2 separate regions of the Sus scrofa genome follow, and region 2 is linked to region 1. Evidence: chromatin contacts called from public Hi-C data. All regions are on one chromosome and are shown on one strand. Each heading gives the region's core, a stretch centred on a gene start, on an enhancer-like site or on the middle of the called end of the contact. The rest is flanking DNA. Distances are from core to core; before and after follow the strand shown. Region 1 overlaps LOC110260765 (a long non-coding RNA gene). Region 2 has its middle 390 kb from the start of ADAMTS20.

Region 1 (6,115 bases), core at 2,106-4,605:
CCAGCATGGATACTATCAAAAGGATGCTGTGTCTTTCTCAGGGCATCACATCCCAGGGCTTGTGAGGTTGATTCGGATCATCTGGTCACGGTGTTGCCCAGTTTCTTCACTGGGTGTAGAGTTACTATTTTTCCCTTGCAGTCCTTGGGAAGACATTTGAACAACATGTACATATATGGCTCCTCATCCAACTTTCTCTACTAGATTGAGCACTCATGAATGACTTTTGATTAAGCCAGTCTTTGCTATGATGGTTACAAAAAATGGTGACTTTCCATGTCCACCATATGCTGACATGTTATGAATTGGCATGCCGCTAGAAGGAAGAGTCTTCTTCCCACCTTCCTTCTCCATTAACCACTTCTCTCCTACCCCCTCACGTTCCCTCTTTCCTCTTCTGCTCTTTTATTTATTTATTTATTTTGCTTTTTAGGGCCGCACCTGCAGCATATGGAGGTTGCCAGGCTAGGGTTCTAATCGGAGCTACAGCTACTGGCTTACGCCACAGGCATAGCAACGCCAGATCCGAACCGAGCCTGTGACCCACACCACAGGTCACGGCAACGCCAGATCCTTAACCCGCTGAGCGAGGCCAGGGATCGAACCCTAACCTCATGGTTCCTAGTCGGATTTGTTTCTGCTGCACCACAATGGTAACTCCTTCCTTTTCTGCTCTTAGAACCAATCTACTTGAAAGGCTGCTGATCACTTTCCATGGTGCTGAGTCAGAGGGATGAAGGTGGTGGCAGCCAGTCTTCTTTAGACCATGCCACCTAAACACACACACACACAGTTTAAAAGGGATAACTTAAAATAAAAGGGAGAGCTTAAAAGGGAAATTTTAATTTAGAAGCAACTTAAATCTGTGTGAGAAGGTAGCCTTTGCAGAGAAAGACAAATATCATATGGTATCACTTGTCTGTGGAATCTAAAACAATGATACAAATGCACTTATTTACAAAACAGAAATAGACTCACAGACCTGGAAAACAGTGTTACTAAAAGGGAGAGCAGGGGCGGGGGAGATAAATTAGGAGTTTTGGATTAACAGATACACACTGCTATACACAAAATAATAAAAAACAAGGACCTACAGTATAGTACCAGGAACTGTACTCAATATCTTGTAATAACCTATAATGGATAAGAACCTGACAAAGAAAATATATATTTATATATATATGCAAGTGTGTGTATGTGTATAACTGAATCACTTTGCTGTATACTTGAAACTAACATAATATTGGAAATTATCCTTCAATTGAAAAAAAAAAGAAGGCAGCCTTTGGATCTATATTTGTGATAAGTGTATGACTTACCTGTTCAAATTTGAAATAAAATTTATACAAAGCCTTCAGGATCTGTGTATCTCAGGAAATCTTGTAGGTTCAAACCAAACCAAACCCAAAACAAAAGCAACCCTGAAGTTCCTTCTTTTTCTTTTTCGGGTCATCATACGTGCAGCATATGGAAGTTCCCAGGCTAGGGGTCACATCAGACCTATAGCTGCTGGCCTATAATCCGAGCCTTGTCTGAGACCTACACCACAGCTTGCGGCAATGCCAGATCCCCTACCCTCTGATCAAGGCCAAGGATGGAACCTGCATCTTCATGGATACTAATCAGATTCATTTCCTCTGCACCACAGCAGGAACCTACTCCTTAGTTTTCTCAATTAGAATTTTTCTTGATTCTGCACAATCAAAACAATACATAAACAAATTTGGTGCTGAGGCTGCTCTACGATTGCAACTATTATCCATAAATCCCAGTTTCAAATTTTGTATGTATATGTTTGTATTTCTATTTCTATTTTTTTTAGGGGGGTCTTTTTGTCTTTTTAGGGCCGCACGCATGGCATGTGGAGGTTCCCAGGCTAGAGGTCCAATCGGAGCTGTAGCCGCCGGCCTAAGCCAGAGCCGCAACAACGAGGGATCTGAGCCGCATCTGCAACCTACACCTCAGCTCACGGGGAGAGAATAGAAGGGCTTTATCCTCTTTGCGTCTTGGACAATTGGCTTTTCCTAGACCCCGCTGTTTCCGTTCTATAGTTCATCTCCTTCATCTGTTCAATAGAATATTTTTTTGTTTGTTTGCTTCTTAGGGCCGCACTCGTGGCATATGGAAATTCCTAGGCTAGGGGTAGAATTGGAGATGTACCTGCCAGCCTCCACACCACAGCCTCAGCAACACGGGGTGAGAGCTATGTCTGTGAACTATACCACAGCGCACGGCAATGCCAGATCCTTAACCCACTGAGCGAGGCCAGGGATCGAACCCACATCCTCATGGATACTAATCGGATTTGCTTCCTCTCTGCTGCCAGGCAGCTCCCTGTTCAAGAATATGATAACCTCTCTCTAGAGCGCAAATGATTTATTCTACCAAGAATGGCTCCTTTTACCCCCTAGCCTTTAAAGTCTCGTAGAAATTTACCTGTTTCATGAGCGTTTCATGAGTTAGAGGCAGCACTTAAAACTGCTTAGCACTTTGTTGGCACTTCTCTTAGAATTCTTAACACTGCCAATGCCTGTTTCCCTGATTAGGTTTCAGTACCATTCTTGGCAGGGTCACCATCTTGTTCGCCTTCATGACCCTTCCTGTGGTTTCTCAGGAAATGCTTGTTGAATTCCATAAGGCAGCCTGAAGTGGTGCCAAAATTGTGCAATCAGAGTCAAGACACTTGGCAGCCATTCTCAGGCCTGAGCCAGGTCTGTCCATAATCAGGCCTTGAGAACGGTGTTATGGCCCCAAAGATGCTTCGCCTTTCTGGGCCTCCGTTTGCTCTTCTGGGACACGAGACGTTTAGAGTGGGTCTGTTGTTCTCAATGAGGTGTGATTTTTCAACACCACTGGTGTCCAGAAGGTCTGGCATGTCCTTAGTGGGCATCCTTGACTGGTTACACAACTCACGAGATGCCTTCTGGTTCCAGAAATAGATGTGGATTGATGGATATTGCTGTGGCTTGGAGGTGGATGGAAGTGAGCAGATTGGAGTGAAAGGTTAGTACTTAAGAGACAGAAAAACAGAGAGTTGGAGCAATTCTCTAAATAATAATAGCTAGTATTTATTAAGCCAGGCATTGTGCTAAGGGCTTGGCGTGCATTCTCATTTAATCCTCCCAATAATACCTTTATGAGGCAGATACTATTACTACACCCATTTAATAGATGAAGAAATTGAGGCCTAGAGAGTTTAAACAATGAGCCAAATTGCTAAATTAGGTGACTAAGCCCTGGAACTGGGCTCAAACCTGAGTTCCCTGACCCCAGAACCTGTATTTAAACACCCACTGGCTGCCTCTCTCTTAGCTGTTGCTTGTGTAGTGGGGGTTGTGATCATGTAGGGAGTTGTCATATGATTCTTATAAATATTGAATTTATTAGTTTGCAGTTCCTCTTCCCTACTGGTGCCTGCCAAGTGATGTGTGCCTTCAGAAGAATAATAGTTTTTATGAAGACAACGCAAAGCGACATCATCTGGCTATTTAATTATTATTTTTTTGGCCACATCTGTAGCATATGGAAGTTCCCAGACCAGGGATCAAACTTGAGTCACTGCAGTGACAACACTGGATCCTTAACCACTAGGCCACCAGGGAACTCCTAATTTTGGAAAATTTTACAGCATACCACTCCAGACGCATGCAACAGTGGCATCTTTTTATCCTGTCATACATACCAGGACCGATTTGGTTATATGAAAGGAATTTTCTGAAGGAAATGCCTGGGGTGAAGGAAAGATCTGGTGTTACGAGATCACCAAAGACGGGAAATGTAGCAAAGCTTGAGAAACTCACTCGGAGTTCTCATTAGTGGTGAGGGAAATGAGGCACAGATAGAACAATGATAATCCTCTTCCGTTTGCAAAATGTTTCACTCCACAGAGTGATCGAGTAATTAGCTCTGACGGCACCCCAGACACGGTTCCTATTTCTCTATGTGAACAACTCCCAGATCTACCCTTTCTCCCCCAGTTTCCCTATCGTTCCCTCATTTCCAGCTGCCTCTGTAATGTCTCTGCCTGATGAAGTGGATTTGGCTTCTGCTGAGCACAACTGATTTTCCCCTCAGTTGTTTCTCGCACCCAGTTGCCTGGTCTTTGTGGGCAGAACGCCTTCGTCCTCGTCTGATAAGAACTTTGTCTTAAGGTCAGTTCTGCTCTAAGTCCCTTGTGCCCTCTGTCCCTGATGGCTGGCTTATCTAGGGACTTTTACCTCCGTGACACTTCTAAAATCTCCTCCCACTCTCTCCTTTTCACCTCTTAGATCCAACAGCTCTACGTCTCCTCGTTTTCTAAAGGGTCATGACCCCCCCCCCGCCCCTGTCCCATCCCCCCTGTGTTCATCCTCCCACCTTGGTCTCTATAACTTCTGATCAGTGGAAAAAAAAAAAAAAATCCTGCTAGGAACCGGTAAAGAGATGCTTTTCTTTCTAAGGAGGGTGTGAATGAGTGTAAGTGGGCCCAGTGTGAGCCGCATGTGTGCTTGGGGTCACAGGAGGCAAAGGAAAGACAAAGCAATAGGCAAAGACACCAGGAGGGTGGGTGACGTGCTGGCTCCAGGCGTTGGTCAACGCCTCTGGCTCCCACAAAGGGCCTGCTCCCAGAACCTGGCATGTGATGCCAGAGTCAGGCCATGTAGCCCCGGCCAAGAGAGGGCTTGAAGCCTTGGGCAAGTCAGTCACAATGTTTCAGGGCTTCAGATTCTCTAAATGAGACGCCTCCCTGGTGGCTGATCTCCCTTGTTATTGGAGGTGACAAATTGCCTCAATAAAGGAGTGTAATTCCCAGCCTCCTTGGGAATAAAGGCCAGGCATTGTGGTAAGGGCTTGAAATGCAGTCTCATTTAATTCTCACAATAATACCTTTATGAGGTAGATACTATAATTATACCCACTTTTGTTTTATTTATTTTTGCTTTTTAGGGCCACACCTGTGGCATATGGACGTTCCCAAGCTAGGGGTGGAATTGGAGCTACACCACAACCATAGCGACACCAGGTCCAAGCTGTGTCTGTGACCTACACCACAGCTCATGGCAACGCCGGATCCTTAACCCACTGAGTGAGGCCAGACATCGAACCTGCGTCCTCATGGATATTAGTCAGATTTGTTTCTGCTGAGCCCCGACAGGAACTCCTACACCCATTTTATAGATGAAGAAACTGAGGCTTAGGGAGATCTCAGTGAAGTTCCGTATAGGACTTATAGTACTTATCCTTTCACGTAGGAGGTAATTCAGTGCGGAGGGGCTCTCTTTTTTCCTTTCCTCTCTTCATTCCTGCTACCTGGCATGCAGATGTTAGAATTTCAACAGCCAACGTGCATCCCGAGGTGCTTGGGAATAGAAGGTGTGCCTCGTAATGTTAGTTTTCTACCCCTCTGTAACAAATTATCACAGATTTAGTAGCTTGAAGCAACACAAGTTTATTGTCTTACAGTTTCTCTGGGTCTGAGGGCTGGGTTGGAGCCAGCTGGATTTTCTGCTCAAGGTCTCGTGAGGCTGAGGTCAAGGTGTCAGCTGGGCTGTGTTTTCTTCTGGAACTTGGGCTCCTTTTCCAAGCTCTGCGTCCTTTCGGCAGAATTCAGTTCCTCGAGGCTGTGGGACTGACATCTTGCTTCCTTGCCCAGCTCCTAGAGGCTGCTTGCAGGTCCTAGCCACATGGCCCTCCCACACATGGCAGCTTTTTTCTTAAAGACCAGCTCATGAAACTGACCCAGAGAGGTTTACAAATTAGCTTGGAATAGCTTCCTTTGGGAAGAGCCCAGTACTTTTGAAGGCTTCACCTCGCTAGGTCAGGCCCACCAGACTAACCTCCTTTCTGATTAAGTCAGTCAACTGATTTGGTGTGGTGACCTTTTGACAGATAATAGAGTTGTAGCCTCTCTTACTTTTGGTGGCTGCCCACCTTATGGCTGAAGTCAGTATGGGGGCTTGCTGTAGGCTTCCTGCTGGGAGGGACTGATGCCTGCCCACTGGTAAGTGCAGGTGATTCCTATCCCTCTGGTGGGTGGGGCTTTGTCTCTGGATGGGATTAGAGGCGGCTGTGTGCCTGGGGGGTCTTTAGGCAGCCCGTTTACTGCAGGGCAGGGCTGTGATCCCACCCGGATTGC
Region 2 (6,115 bases), core at 1,353-3,852, 380 kb after region 1:
AAGAACGGTGACTGGAACCCTTTTGGAAGTTCGATCTTGGGGCCTCTCAAAAATTCTTTTTCAATAAATATCGTGCATTTGCACTAAGAATATGATTTTATTTGACTCTGAAATGTTTGTAAGGTACGTCTATAGCTACTGATAAAGTGTATCCGTGAGGTAGGCACATATGTCACAGGAAAGTGTGTCGTGTAATAGCTTTCTGGGGAGGAACATCCACTTTTCCCTGCTGTGGAGTGTGCCTTAAGTGGGTCTGCTATACCCCAATCCGTTGGTAAAAATCCTCCCCGGGACTAACAGAGCAAAATGACCTAAGTCGGGAGTCGGTCAGCACTGCGTCTATAAGTGGAGCACAGTCCGTAAGGCTGCCCCACATATGAACATGTTTTACACTCATTTTACCTTCATACCTTTGCTAACGCTTTCCCCCTTCACATCCTGCTTGAAAAGCGAACTAGATGTAATCCAAATGATAATCAGGCCTGCTTCCCTTTATGGAGAGTTTTGCAGTCAGTATGTAGATGCAGGATTTAGCTGACACCTGGTTAGAGTCATTACTGTCATTAATACGGAGGGCTAAAGAGGTCTGGGTCTAAAGTTCACTGCCCACTGATGTCCGGTTGTCTTTAAGGACACAGAGATAACCGGGTCCATGGCCTCTCTGGCTTTATAATGAGGTAATTTTGTTATTCTCTCTCACTTATTTGAGAGGTATAGGTATGTTCTTTTTCTAGTCCATTCCAAGAAAGGTATAGACCAACACTTTTTATTCTTGTTCCTGACAGCCTTGTGTTACTCTTTCTTTGGGGCTTGCGTAACAGCATTCTTTTTTTTTTTTTTTGTCTTTTTTTGCCATTTCCTGTGGCATTTGGAGGTTCCCAGGCTAGGGGTCGAATTGGAGCTGTAGCCTCTGGCCTACACCACAGCCACAGCAACGCAGGATCCGAGCTGTGTCTGCAAACTACACCACTGCTCATGGCAACGCTGGATCCTCAACCCACTGAGCAAGGCCAGGGATCGAACCCGAAACTTCATGGTTCCTAGTCGGATTCGTTAACCACTGAGCCATGACGGGAACTCTGGTAATAGTGTTCCTTTAAAAATGTAAACCTAATTTAGAAGCCATTGAATATTAGGACACTACCAAATCTCACATTTTACCAGAGGGCTTTCTTCTCCATCATACAGAAATGCGAGGGAATGCAACCCCGGAGAAATAAGCTGTAGTGAACGGCCACAAAGCAGGAACAAATACAGTACAGTCTCTAAAGAGAGAAACAGTGGTTATCTTATTGGGGCCTGGAAAAGCAGTAGGAACTTGGTTTTTTCTGATTACAGAAAGGTGCAAATAATAAAAGAGCACAGAAGAGCGCCCAGGAGAAAGCTGTCTCCTCCTCACTTCTGCTCCCCCTTCCTGCTGGCTGTTATTCTTGTAAATGGGTGGTGCTGGCTGGAAAGGGGACCCAGGAAGGGATTAGGGGCGCTCCAAGAGACTCTCCGCTGTGGAGAAATGCTGAAAGATGTCTGCAGACCGAAAAACTCCAGATGAATGTATTCACAACGCAATGTCACACGTATTCTAGATTGCGTAACACACCCATCCTTGTTCCCAGAGCATAACCAACTTTCACCGTAAGTCCTCCTTCCCCTCTTCTCTCTTCCTCCTTCTCCGCCTCCTTCTGTTTTTACTGCAGTTTTGTTACTTAGGCTCAGTGATTCTTCCTGCCTTTCCTTCCCACAGTGACATTCCGGGTCTCGCCCAACCACTGAGGTCATTTCTCCAGTATTTAATTTCTACCTCCTTCGCTGAGCTTTCTCTAATCTTAACCCACATTGACCTCCCATTTGAGGATGAATACTTAGTTGCACACTACCTTAAATTGCTCCTTGTTATTTCAAGTATTATTTAATCTTGTTAGCTGAGCACATTGGGAAATGCTTTGAAGGTTGAAACCATATCCCTATTTATTTCTCTGTATACACTCTATGTTGAGGGTATAGAATCCTCAAATAACTGTTTCTCAAACAAATTACAGGTTTCTAATAAATAATGTCTTACTGACTGTCTTCCCTCTGTATGCTCAGGAAAGTGTATATGTTATTATACTGCAAAGAAAAGGATTTATTAATGTTCACGATTTATCTAGTATACTTACATTTGTGTCTTTCCAGGTTGAAATCTATCCTTTACTTACTGCTCTAGTCAAAACAAACAAGTGAACAAAAAAAAAGTCTCCAAAAGAGGAAAAAAAAAAAAAAAACCCACAAAAAAATAACAACGGTAATAAAACAAAACCCAAAAACATAGCAAGAAAAACACACACACAAAAATCCAAGCATTCATGACATGAATAAAAATAATACATTTGTAAGGTCAACATAGATAATTAAGTATGGATTAGAACTGGGAAAGAATTACTGGGCCAAGGCTATGTTTATTATCCTGGAATTGAAGCAAATATTTGAAATGAATTAATACTGGATAGAGCAGCATCTGATTTTTTCCACATAATCTATTTTAGATCAAGAGTACTTTGTGGCAAGAACATGAAATCAGTTGAGACCAGCTGACCTTTGCAAAGAGTTGTGGCTGGTTAACTTCATAGTTCACTTCATATTGTATTTGAGACATGAAAGAAAAATCTTCCAGTCCCCATCTGCTGAATTATTCCCCTCCCCTCCTTCAAAGCCCATACAGAAAACCACCTCTACCAAAAGCCTTCAATACAAATAACCACTCTGTCATATCTGAGCAGTGAAACAGCCCTTTTAACTCTTGATGAATTCAAGCAAACAAGAAGACAACACCATTAAACATAATTAAATATGCAGCAGAGTCTTTTTTTCTTTTTCCTTTGCTTTAAAAACATTTCCCCCCCATCCCGACTGCTCTCTTAGTTTGTCAAATCAGCTTGAAATTAAATGAATGATAAGGAGCAACTGATATTTTTTGGGTGGGGGGCCTGTGTTAAGAACATAAACTCTGCAGAGTATCTGCTAAAATTAAAATGTATCCAGCCATGTTCTTTTTTAATTATAGCTTCTCTCTGGCTAAAACTAAAGCTTTTTCTAAATGTTTGGTAGCAGACTGCTTCCAGCATTGGCATAGCCATAACTCTCTTGCAAGTTGAGTATTATAGATGTCGCCAAGCTGGAAATAGGACTGTTAAGAGAGTCCTGTCTTTCTCCATCAACTGCTGTTCCTCAGTACTTCCCAGGTAGGCTGTAGCCAGATGAACGCCAACACCCAGTACACTCCCAATAGTTGCCTAAACCACAAAGGCATTTCATTCACATGGTGGAGTTTGAGCTTGGCATTGTGCAATGAGCTTTTTTGTCTGTATCTGTATTTCTTTGCATCTGTGAACTTGAACTCTTCTTCCTTTAACTGTTCTGCTCCATTATACCTAATGGAATGTGCCTACCTCCTCTCTCTATAACACAAAATTATCTTTTTATTCAAGCCAATTTTTGATCTAATGTAGACATTGATCTCTTACTAAGAATATTAATTCCAGGGGGAGGGGGAGGGAGTGGGGTGGTTGGGGAACTCGGGGTTAATAGGTACAAACTATTGCCTTCGGAATAGATTAGCAATGAGATCCTGCTGTGTAGCACTGGGAACTACGTCTAGTCACTTATGATGGAGCATGATAATGTGAGAAAATAGAATGTGTACATGTATGTGTACAGCAGAAAAAAAATGTATTGGAAAAACAACTATTAAAAAAAAAAGAATATTAATTCCCATTTTTTTCCCCCATGGAGATCTCACCACCCACTGGCCTTGATTAAGTGGGCTTGTGTGAGAACTGGCTTTTCTTTGTGCACTATTTCTTGATCAGTGAACCAGCTGTGTGAGCAAGTATGGTGTAAGAGACGAACATTATTTTATTTTATTTTATTTTTACATGTTTCTACATTCACATAACATAATAGTTGGAATGGAAGGACCGTGCCCTTTGAAGTACCTCCCATTTTTATCATTTTAAGACCATCATGTCCTGCTATGTGACCTTCCCTAACACATCACTGCTATTGTCCACCACGCCCTGCAATTTATCTCATGTTATATAAGTGGTTTGGCAAAAATCTTTCATTTCCATGTGTTCCCTGCAATCCTCCTCAATAACTTCAATACTTACACTTTTGACCCTGAAGATTCCTTGATCTGATTCTTTTTCATCCCTGACCCTATAGACCTGTTGCTCCTTTCTTCTTGAGTCACACAGCCTGAACTTTATCAACCTAAGTCAATATTTTTCTTTCTGAGATCTTTAATTCAGCACTGACCTGCTTCAACCACAGTTTTTTTTTTTTTTTTTTTTTTTTTAACATGCATCTTTCCCCATTTAATCCAACATTTGTTGTCTCTTCTCTTTGGCATTGATACATACTCAAATGATGACTCCGTCTATCCATCCTGAGCCAGCCTTTTCACTTGGCCAAATTTTTCAGTTGGCCTCTCTTATTCTTCTTCTGCCCAGTTCATCAAATCTCAACTCTAGATAACCTCTAGCAGTTGCTTTTCCTTTTTTTTTCTTTTTGAGTCTACAGAATATTTTCAAAGTTCCCTAACATTGAAAAGTTACATCTTGGTTCAGTTTTAGCATCTAATTTAGAAGTATTGCTTCCTTTAATCTCCCAACACCATCCTGACACCCCACTATCTTAGGGATAAAACACATGAGGCTTGCTCACTTTTGTCTGTTTTAATATTTACTCATCTATCTCCCTCTCTCTCCCATCTTCAGTTTAAACTTCAGATATCTCTCAATATGCTGGACTCCAAACATTACTAGTGTTTTCAGAATATTAATATTACAAGCATTAACTTTTCCTAACATCTTCACTCTATTCCAATCTTCAGATATATGTATTTTAAATAAAAACAAGGGCAAAACGAAAGCTCATTCATTCAGCAAATGTTTATTGAACTGCTGCTCTACATAGACACTTTTGTAGATGCTGGGGTGCAAGGAACTAGGATTCCATGTATAAAGACTTTTGAGTACTTGCTGCCTTTTATATATACATATTGAATTTCTTACTTTCTTCAAAAACGTTTCAAATATGGTCCTAAATTCATTCCTCTACTTTTATTCTAGCCATTTCCTTAGAAATCTCTTACAATATGGCTTTGGCTCCATGGATACCATTCTCACAAGGACTAAGATAAAATGATGGCTCTTTTGTCCTGTTAGAAGGTCTTTTCTCCATCCTCATTCTCTTTGTTAACCTAACTTTGTCTTATATTCTGTTTTCCATTTTTCCAGGCTCTCATTTAATGTCTCAGACTTTTTCTCTCTTCTCTCACCTTAAGTCTGGTTATCCTGTAAGGTGTTATAAATCCTATAATGTTTTCTCTTTATTCATTCCATCAAAAAGTAATTATATTTTAAAGAAGATTTATCACTGTCGTCATTTTGTCTTGCTCCCAAAATTATATCCCAACACTGTGTCCTCATACCCTCTCTGGAGCTGACATTTCCAATGGTGTATCTAGTATTTCTATCTGAATTCTCTGTCACCCTTCAAATTCAACATGATTATAGCTATGATGTAAATCTTGGACAGGATGAATTATGGAAGGACTGGAACTCAACCTGGAATGAGGGCTCATAGACAGTGAACTTTTCTGTACTGCCTTCCTCAGCAACATCAGTGGGAAATGTCCAATGGACATGATCATTCTATTTTCAGTTCAAGAAAAGCCAAACCAGTAGATCTAAAACATTATCAGAGGCACAATGCCAGGAATTATGGGAAAAGGGTAGACGTGTAGGAAGCTATTTAAGCTTAGCCAGCTCGCCATTCATAGTTGGATATATGAAAAATATACAACACATGAAGAAGAAAGAGACATAGAAGGCACTTTGAATTCAGTTACTAGATGAAATTCATGGAACCATCCCAGAATATAAAGCTAAGTCACAGAACTAGCTATATAGACTGACGGTCAAGACAAAAACTCATTATATGGATGGTGACAATTACACTCTATAGTGCTAAGAAGAAAGAGAAGGAGTCTGGGGAAAAGATTCTCTTAGCTGATTGGTCATAGGGAAGCCAGGGTAGCTTATGATATCTGTGTGGTAAGGGTCAAACTGCTGAT

Evidence for each region. A called contact is a pair of places that touch in the nucleus more often than the background predicts.
Region 2: a contact with region 1 is called in a Hi-C map of embryonic fibroblasts, with 2.5 times the contacts expected there. The contact joins two enhancer-like sites. A contact is called at or near these places in 3 of 47 Hi-C or Micro-C datasets (embryonic fibroblasts and fibroblasts).

Annotation. Positions count from the first base shown.
Region 1 is chr5:73,900,201-73,906,315 of Sscrofa11.1, forward strand. All of the region lies in intron 2 of LOC110260765 (a long non-coding RNA gene), which reads left to right. Among named protein-coding and RNA genes, the nearest start is that of PRICKLE1, 77 kb to the left of the region's middle. Within about 2 kb of position 3,356, at least 13 of the 83 cell types and tissues checked have an H3K27ac peak or open chromatin away from gene starts, as enhancers often do. A contact at or near this core is called in embryonic fibroblasts, where this site is marked.
Region 2 is chr5:74,277,994-74,284,108 of Sscrofa11.1, forward strand. No RefSeq gene overlaps it. Among named protein-coding and RNA genes, the nearest start is that of ADAMTS20, 390 kb to the right of the region's middle. Within about 2 kb of position 2,603, at least 2 of the 83 cell types and tissues checked have an H3K27ac peak or open chromatin away from gene starts, as enhancers often do. A contact at or near this core is called in embryonic fibroblasts, where this site is marked.